2 separate regions of the Oryctolagus cuniculus genome follow, and region 2 is linked to region 1. A link is a contact called in public Micro-C data. All regions are on one chromosome and are shown on one strand. Each heading gives the region's core, a stretch centred on a gene start, on an enhancer-like site or on the middle of the called end of the contact. The rest is flanking DNA. Distances are from core to core; before and after follow the strand shown.

Region 1 (3,582 bases), core at 499-2,998:
AGAGTCCAGCTTCCTGATAAAGTACACACTGGAAGGCAGCAGGTGGCTCAAGTAATTAGGGCTATGCTATTCATGTGAAACCAGGACTGAGCTCCAGGTCGGGTCCAGCCCCTATTCTAGGACATTTGGGGAGTGAACCAGGAGGTGATCTCTCTCTCTCTTTACCTCTCTCTCATTTGTCAAAATTTTAAAGTGCGGGGTAGGAAAGGGGAGGGAGAAAAGGAAAGGGAGAAACACTAAGATTCTGTGCTACTGGCCAGCTTCTCTTCCAGTAGCTCCACCTTGTACCACTACTGCCCACAACGATCCTCCTATGAGTTCCAGGACTAACGTGGTAGAGGCTTCAAATTCCAACAAATTTTAATAACTCTTATTTATTTGCAAGGCAGAAAGAAAGAAACGGACAACACAGATCTCCCAACCACTGGTTCACTCTGCAAATGCCCGTAACTCAAGCCAGGTCTCCCACGCAGGTGGCAAGGACCCAAGTACTTGAGTCGTCATCTGCTCTGCCTCCCAGGGTGTGCATTAGCAGGAAGCTGGAATCCGAAGCAGAGCCAGGGTTTGAACTCAGATATAGTATAGAGTTCCCACGTGGCGTTGTAACCACTGCGCCAAAAGCCAGCCGGCATGGAGATTTTCAAACTGATACCAGCCCCTATCCAAGGGCTAAAATATTACCAAGTATAACGCAAGAAAAAACTTTTGAAACCTAAGACACTGGCCAAAATGAATTCCTATCTTCTCGGAAGGAAGGCAGCTGAAATACGCGCAAACGGCAACGTAACAATTTAGGGTGAGACGGGGCTCCTCTTTCTCCCATTCGGGAGGGCAGGAAAGGGTAGGTGTAAGAAACCGGCTACCCACACCACGCTTCCGCTCCGGGGTGGGGGTGGGCCGGGTCTTCCCAGAGAGGCCAGCGCAGCACAGCAGGCGCTATCACGGCTCGGGCAGAGGGCACCGCGCAGCCTGTCACCGAGACCGGAACCTGAGGAGCCGGGGCAGCGGTGAGGAAGTGGGGAAGGCGGACCACTACCGAGGCAGGGGTTGCCAGGAGACCCCGTTGGACCCGGCGGGGAAGAAGACCCCCCAGGAGCACAGCGACCAAGTCCTCCTGCCCTCCGCGCCCCCGCTCCTCGGGACGAAAACGGGGGTCCGAGCGCTCCTCCCACCCCTTTCCGCCCCAACCCCACGCGGCTGCGCTTACCTGCTGTACCCCGAGGAACTGGTAGAAGTTGAGCTGCACCTCCTCCACCAAGTCAAACAACTCCAGGTCTCCGCTCTCCCAGCCGCGCGCCGGCCCGGCGGCCGCCAGCAGCAGCAGCAGTAGCAGCCACAGCGGCGGCGGCAGCGGGAACGGCCCGAGCCGGAGCCCGCGGCGCTCAGGAAGCGGCGCCAGCCGGGGGCAGGGAGCCGTCATTGAGCCGGGCTCGGAAAGGTCACTAGCCAGGCAGTACCGTCGGCCGAGACCGGGGACGTGGCGGGGAGCGCGAGCTGTGGGGAGTAGCGCCTGTCAGTCAGAAGCGCGGGCTGCCGCTCCGGAGCGGCCCACCCGACTGCCGGCCCCAGAGGGAGTGCGCGGACTGCCGGAGCCGGCGACCGCAGCGTCGGGCGGGCAGCCGGGACTACCTTCCCCGGACCCTCACTCCCAGGCCTACAAACAGCTGGAGGGCCAGCGCCCGGCGCCGAGGTTACAGAGGAGGGGGAGAGGCTTCCCCGCGCCTCAGCCTATCCTGGGCCTCGCTTCCGGTGACATCACGTCTCCTAGCAACCGCGGCGAGGGGCGGGGCCGGAAGTAGGGACTCCGGGCGCCCCAGTTCTGGGCCTTGTAGAAATTCCTCTTGGTCTGTGGTGCTTAGGGCAGAGGTTTGCGTGCGTTTGCTCATATTACCACACGTGGGCACTTACGGCCGTCACGCAGCCACCTGGAACGTACCACGTGTAGATTTCCTTCGAAGTCCCTATCGTCTTGCCCGCCCCCACATAGTGAACACCAGAAGCCTATTCAAGGCCTGATTTATTGATTACAGCTTGCGCTCCATACCTTTCATTATTCCATCAGCCATGATAGAGGAAACTGAACCAGACAGCGAGTAGAAAGTATGTTTTTGTTTTTTTTTTAAGAAAGCAGAAAAGGAATGCAAGCCAAGACCCAAAAAAGTGTGAGTATACTTAAATTATGTATTAAGATTTATTTACAGGCGTAGAGGTAGGTGTTGGGTTGGGTGCAGCAGTGAGGTCGCTGCTTGAGACTCGCGCATCCCATCTCAGAGTGTCTGGGTTCCAGTCTCAGTTCCTCTGTTTCAGATCAAGCTTCCTGAATGCACACCCTGGAAGGCAGCAGCCTCAAGTACTGGAGAGCTTGCTGCCCTCCATGAGAGACCTGGATTTAGTTCCCACCTCAAGGGCTTGACCTAGCTGTGCCCTGGCTATTGCTGGCATTTGTGGGATGAACCAGTAGATAAAAGAACTCTGACTGTCCCTTTCTGTCTGCCTTAAATAAAGTTTTCAAAAGGAAGAAAAAAAATTTTGCAAGCATAATAAAATTGGCAGTTGGGTCGAATTAACACTTGTGACTCAATGACCGTCTTAGAAGTTTAATTTCACCGCCAGAACCTACTCAGCCTCAGCTGGGATTCTTTTTCCAATTGAGGTCTATTTAAAGAGTTGCATGGAGGCAGGGATGACGTTGTGGTACAGCAGGTTAAAGCAGGCCTGCTACGCCAGCATTCCACATGAGCACTGGTTGGAGTCTGACCTGCCCCACTCTCTCTCCAGCTCCCTACTAATGAACCTGGGAAAGCAAGGGAAGATGGCCTAAGTGATAGAACCCCTGCCACCCACGTGGGAGACCCTGGGAGACCTGGGTGGCGTTCCAGACTCTTAAATGCACCCTGGCCAAGCCTCAGCCTTTGAGGCCATTTGGGGGAGTGAACCAGTGGATGGAAGCTTGCTTGCTCTCTTTTTTTTCTCCCTCTGCCTCTGTAACTCTGCCTTTCAAATAAAATAAATATTTAAAAAAAAAAAAGAAATATAGGCTAAAACTTCCTCTCTCTGTGTTAATAATGTCTTCCCTCCAATTTTCACATTGATCCTTATGAGTCTCTTTTTAATTTTTTTCACTACTGTTGTTCTTTGTGTAATTTATTTTTGTTTAGGCCACCTCATGTTTTTTCCTCCCTGACTCCCTACTCTTGTGAATCAAGTGAAAACAGAAAATCAGAATGCTACCCTATTTTTGAACATTTGACCTCATGCTTTTCCCATCTTGTATCTAGTCTGTGAAATTAAGATAAATAGGGTCATGATAGCACTACTTATGCAGAATAATAATATTTTACATTTGATAAAATTAGAAAAACACTTTAGGAAGCAAATCTACTGAGGAAATATCCAGTTTAAGAATATGTTGAAGTCATAAGTGAATGCAAGTATATGTTGCTTGAAATTAATGTATACACATAAATTAATGACAAGAGAATCTATCCTGAAGTTGATGCTTCAGATATACCAGAGCAGGGGTGTCTGAGTCTGCTGTGTCCCCTACAACAGAATACCTGAGAGTCAAGTAATTTAAACTAC
Region 2 (3,582 bases), core at 739-3,238, 220 kb after region 1:
TTTTTAGAAAGTTCATCTGGGAGGGAAAAAACCACCAGTTCATCAAGTTAGATGCATTTTACTTGTTCATCTACCAGAAGAAGTACTTCACACAGAAGTATAGGGGCCTGGGTTAGAATCACATTTTAACAGGTTTTTTGGGGGAGGGGGACTTTTACAAATCAACTGTTTGAGCCATAGGAATACCTGTATGAAACTCAGTGTAACAAGCCTGCTTCGCAGGCACCAATTCCAGAGCTAGGCATTTAATAAGGCCTAGTTGCGCTGGCTGGGTTCTTTCTCCTCTCATAAAGAAAGAGTCTGAAGATAAGTTCTATTTGTGACCTAACTTTAATAAGGGCAATTAAAGAAAGCCAAGGAAGGTGATTTTTTGAAGGAAAACTTCAATGGTTCTTTCCCTGCAAACACGACCCTAATATATTTAAAAAAAAAAAAAAAAAGTCACCTTACAAAATTCTGGTCTTTTCGGATCATTCCAGGAACGTGAGAGTCACCTGAGGGATGAACAGTTTTTGGTTTTTTTTTTTTTTTTCTTTTTTTTCCTGGAGGCTATGGCTGTGGCGGCCACGGCGAGGAGGTAAAACAAGCCAGAAGGCTGTGAGAACGCACTGGTCAGGTGTCAAGAAAGTGAAATACAGTTAGTTTAAAAAAACAACTTGGGAAGCAAAACCATTTTCTTTTCCAACACTGCAGGTGGACCCAGCTTCTCACGAACACTGAGAGAGGTCAGAGGATGAGTGGCTGTGTCTCTTTATGAGGAAGAGTGTCTCCTTTTAGCTGGCTCTCTGAAAGAACCGAAGCCGAGCCTGCCCCGCCGGAGAGCGAGCGTCTCCAGCAGAGTGAGCTCCAGTAGGAAACCCCGCCGTTTCTCCTGAATGTAGCAACCCATTTCCCATCCTTCCACAGGCTGGCAAGCGCTTGGAGACCTTGAACTATCCCAGAACCGCAATTTGGGGATGTTTTGTATCGAAAAAGTATCAGTCTTTTTTGAAAAAGTTCATCTTTAGAAAACAAAGAAGAAGGAAAGAAAGGGGGCGGGGGTGTGTCGCGGTCAGCCCTGATGTAAAAGAAAGCGCTAATTTTCTGACCTTTTAGCCTTAAAGAAGTTAACTATCTTCGTGTCTGGGTGTAACCTCTGTTCAAAAGAAAACAAGCAACACGAACAGTGCCGTCTTCTTCGTAGGCTTCTCTCAAAAGCTTCATTGGAAGTACGCTAGGGAAACGTACATCCAGTGCACATCCGCATCTATCCTAAGCTTTAAAAAACCAACCAGCCAACCAATCAACAAAAAAGGGCACGGACCTCAGCATCAAACCCGAGCCTCCTCCAGGGCCTGTGCGCTCGGCTGGCGGCCCCGCGCCGCCCGCGGCCCGGGAGCTGCCCGGCGGGTGATGCAAGACGCCAGGCGCGCAGCTGCTTAAAGCAGGTTCTCGAGTCTAAAGGAACACCTTCCTTACCAGAGCAGCCCTCGCCCCTGGCCTCGCCATCCCCGCCGTCCCCGCCCGCGCCTCCACTCGGAAAAGTGGGACGGGCGGGGGAGCGCGAGACCAGAAAGGGAACCGAGGAGAAGAGCGCCTGCGACACAAAATGGAGAAAGAGGAACCGAGAGGGGAGACAGTCGGGGAACGGAGGGTGCCAGTGAGGGCAGCAGAGGGGCGTGAGGTGGGGAACAGCAGGGGCAGCGCCCGGGAGGCGGAGGCCAGAGGACCAGGAGGAGGGGGCCGGGGTCCGGAGCAGAGGAAACAGCAAGACGCTCTGGATTTCAGCAGCGCCATATTCGCTTTTGCTTTCGCCGCTTTTTTGTTTGGTTTTGTTCGCAGCCGGTGGACAGGCGCCAGCACATTTCTGCAGCTTCAGCAGCGCGGGTCCGACAGCTGGGAAGGGCCGGCGGGGCCCTGGCGGGGGACGGGCGCCTATGCCCCGGCCCTTGGAGCCCCCTCCCCGGCCTGACCCCTTGCGCACGCCGCCCTCCGCACGCTCGTCTCGGCCGCGAGCGGGCCTGCACCTCGGGGCTGCCCGGAAGGAGCGCCTCGCGCGCCGGCCCGCCGCAGCCCCCGCGAGCACCTCGCCCCGAATTGCGCCCTTGGTGTTGGTGGGCGCGCGGGCCACGCGGGTGGGCATCAGCGAAGGAACCGGAAACAAAAAACAAAAACAAAAAACGAACTCAATCCGTGGGGAACGAGGAGAGGGCGCGCACCGGGGGGAGGGGGGGATTTTGGCAGGGGAGCCCAAAAATAGAGCCTTCCTGGAGGTAGCCGTGCCCGCTGGGCCGCCGCCACCTGCTCGGGGCTGTCCCTCGCGGCGCCCCAGGTCCGGGCTCGGCCGGGAGCCCCAGGAGGGTCGGGAGGGACGCGAGGGATGGGTTCTCTCCTGCAGGCGGCCGAGGCATCGGTCTTGCCCGGGTGACTCTCAGCGATTTAGGCGCGGCCGGGCTCTCGGGGCTCCTTCAGAGAAGCGCTTCACCGCCCAGAAATTCAGGGCCTCTCACCCCCGACGTCCCCGCGCTGGCTCCTGTCGCGTCTCTCCTCTGCCCTTGGTGGGTGTCAAGCACGCCCCAAAGGAACTCTTGTCCCTGTCCTTTCCCTTGCAATTGGCAGCATCCATTGCTCAGCCAAGACCCCGCGGGAAAAACGGAGGGTCTCCCCGGCTCTGGGCTCCCGCCCCAGCCGCCGGGCGGCGAGGAGGCAGGCGCGAAGGAGGCGCGGAGGGGCGAGCCGTGGCGCCGTCGGGTTTCCCGCACGCCGCCGGTCGGGACCGCCGGCGCCCTCGCTCCTAGGCGTTCCCATCTCGGCCCCACGGAGGCGTCTTGCCCGGGGTTCTGGCCGGAGCAGAGCAGTGGAGCGTGTCGAGGTAGGTGCTCAGGGCGCGCCGTGGGGGCCGAGCGCTTGGTGGATGGAAACGTCGAGTTCGCACTCGTGTGTCCCACCTGAGCACCCCGGCCTCTCTTCCCGGCCACCTCTGACGCCTCAGCCCTGAGTGCGTCGCCGGGTCCCGGAGCGTCCCGAGCCGTACAGACCCGGGAATCCATCCAAAGCGCCACTTCAAACGGCCTCGTCGAAGCTCGCCCGGCGCTGGCGGCCGCGCCCTGAAGCCCAACCTGCGCGCCCCGGACGGCGCGTGGCCACCTGCGGCCCGGCGCTGGACGCCGCAGCCTGGCGATCTTAGGACTACTTCATTATTAAGTGGCCCTTGGATTTTCAAATGGCATGTAGATTATTTTCAGTAGTTCATTCCTTATTTGTCTTTATTTCTTTTTTCAGACTGCAGATTTCCACAAGGAGAACAGATCATTTCCCAAATAGGAATACATAAGGAAGACAAATATCTTTTATTCTTCTATTGGGAAAGTTGCATTTTTGAAAAGCAGGTTTCAAGATACTTGGGGATCAAAATCTTTTTCCTAAATGAAGAGTCAGTGACTAAGTTCAGACATTGGTCTTGACATTTTAGTTAAGGTGATCTTTTTTCCTGTTTTGTGTGTGTGTGTGAGTGTGTGTGGGTGTGGGTGTGGGTGTGTGGGTGGGTGTGTGAAATGCTCAAAATCTAAATTTCAAAGTAAGAGGGCCATGTGATTGCCTGAG

Evidence for each region. Hi-C and Micro-C count contacts between places; a contact is called where the count stands out from the background.
Region 2: a Micro-C map of ear pinna shows a contact between it and region 1, with 3 times the contacts expected there. The contact joins the enhancer-like site here to the promoter of DNAJC1 in region 1. A contact is called at or near these places in 3 of 6 Hi-C or Micro-C datasets (ear pinna, liver and an unstated tissue).

The regions. Positions count from the first base shown.
Region 1 is chr13:48,276,715-48,280,296 of mOryCun1.1, forward strand. DNAJC1 (DnaJ heat shock protein family (Hsp40) member C1) reads right to left here and starts at 1,749. Exons shown (of 12, transcript XM_002717400.5): 1 at 1,208-1,749. The coding sequence starts at 1,420. LOC127483449 (a long non-coding RNA gene) reads left to right here and starts at 1,741. Exons shown (of 2, transcript XR_007909674.2): 1 at 1,741-2,162. It overlaps LOC138844967 (a long non-coding RNA gene), which reads left to right. Exons shown (of 2, transcript XR_011381501.1): 2 at 1-331.
Region 2 is chr13:48,497,638-48,501,219 of mOryCun1.1, forward strand. No RefSeq gene overlaps it. Among named protein-coding and RNA genes, the nearest start is that of TRNAN-GUU, 20 kb to the left of the region's middle. Within about 2 kb of position 1,989, at least 4 of the 8 cell types and tissues checked have an H3K27ac peak or open chromatin away from gene starts, as enhancers often do. A contact at or near this core is called in ear pinna, where this site is marked.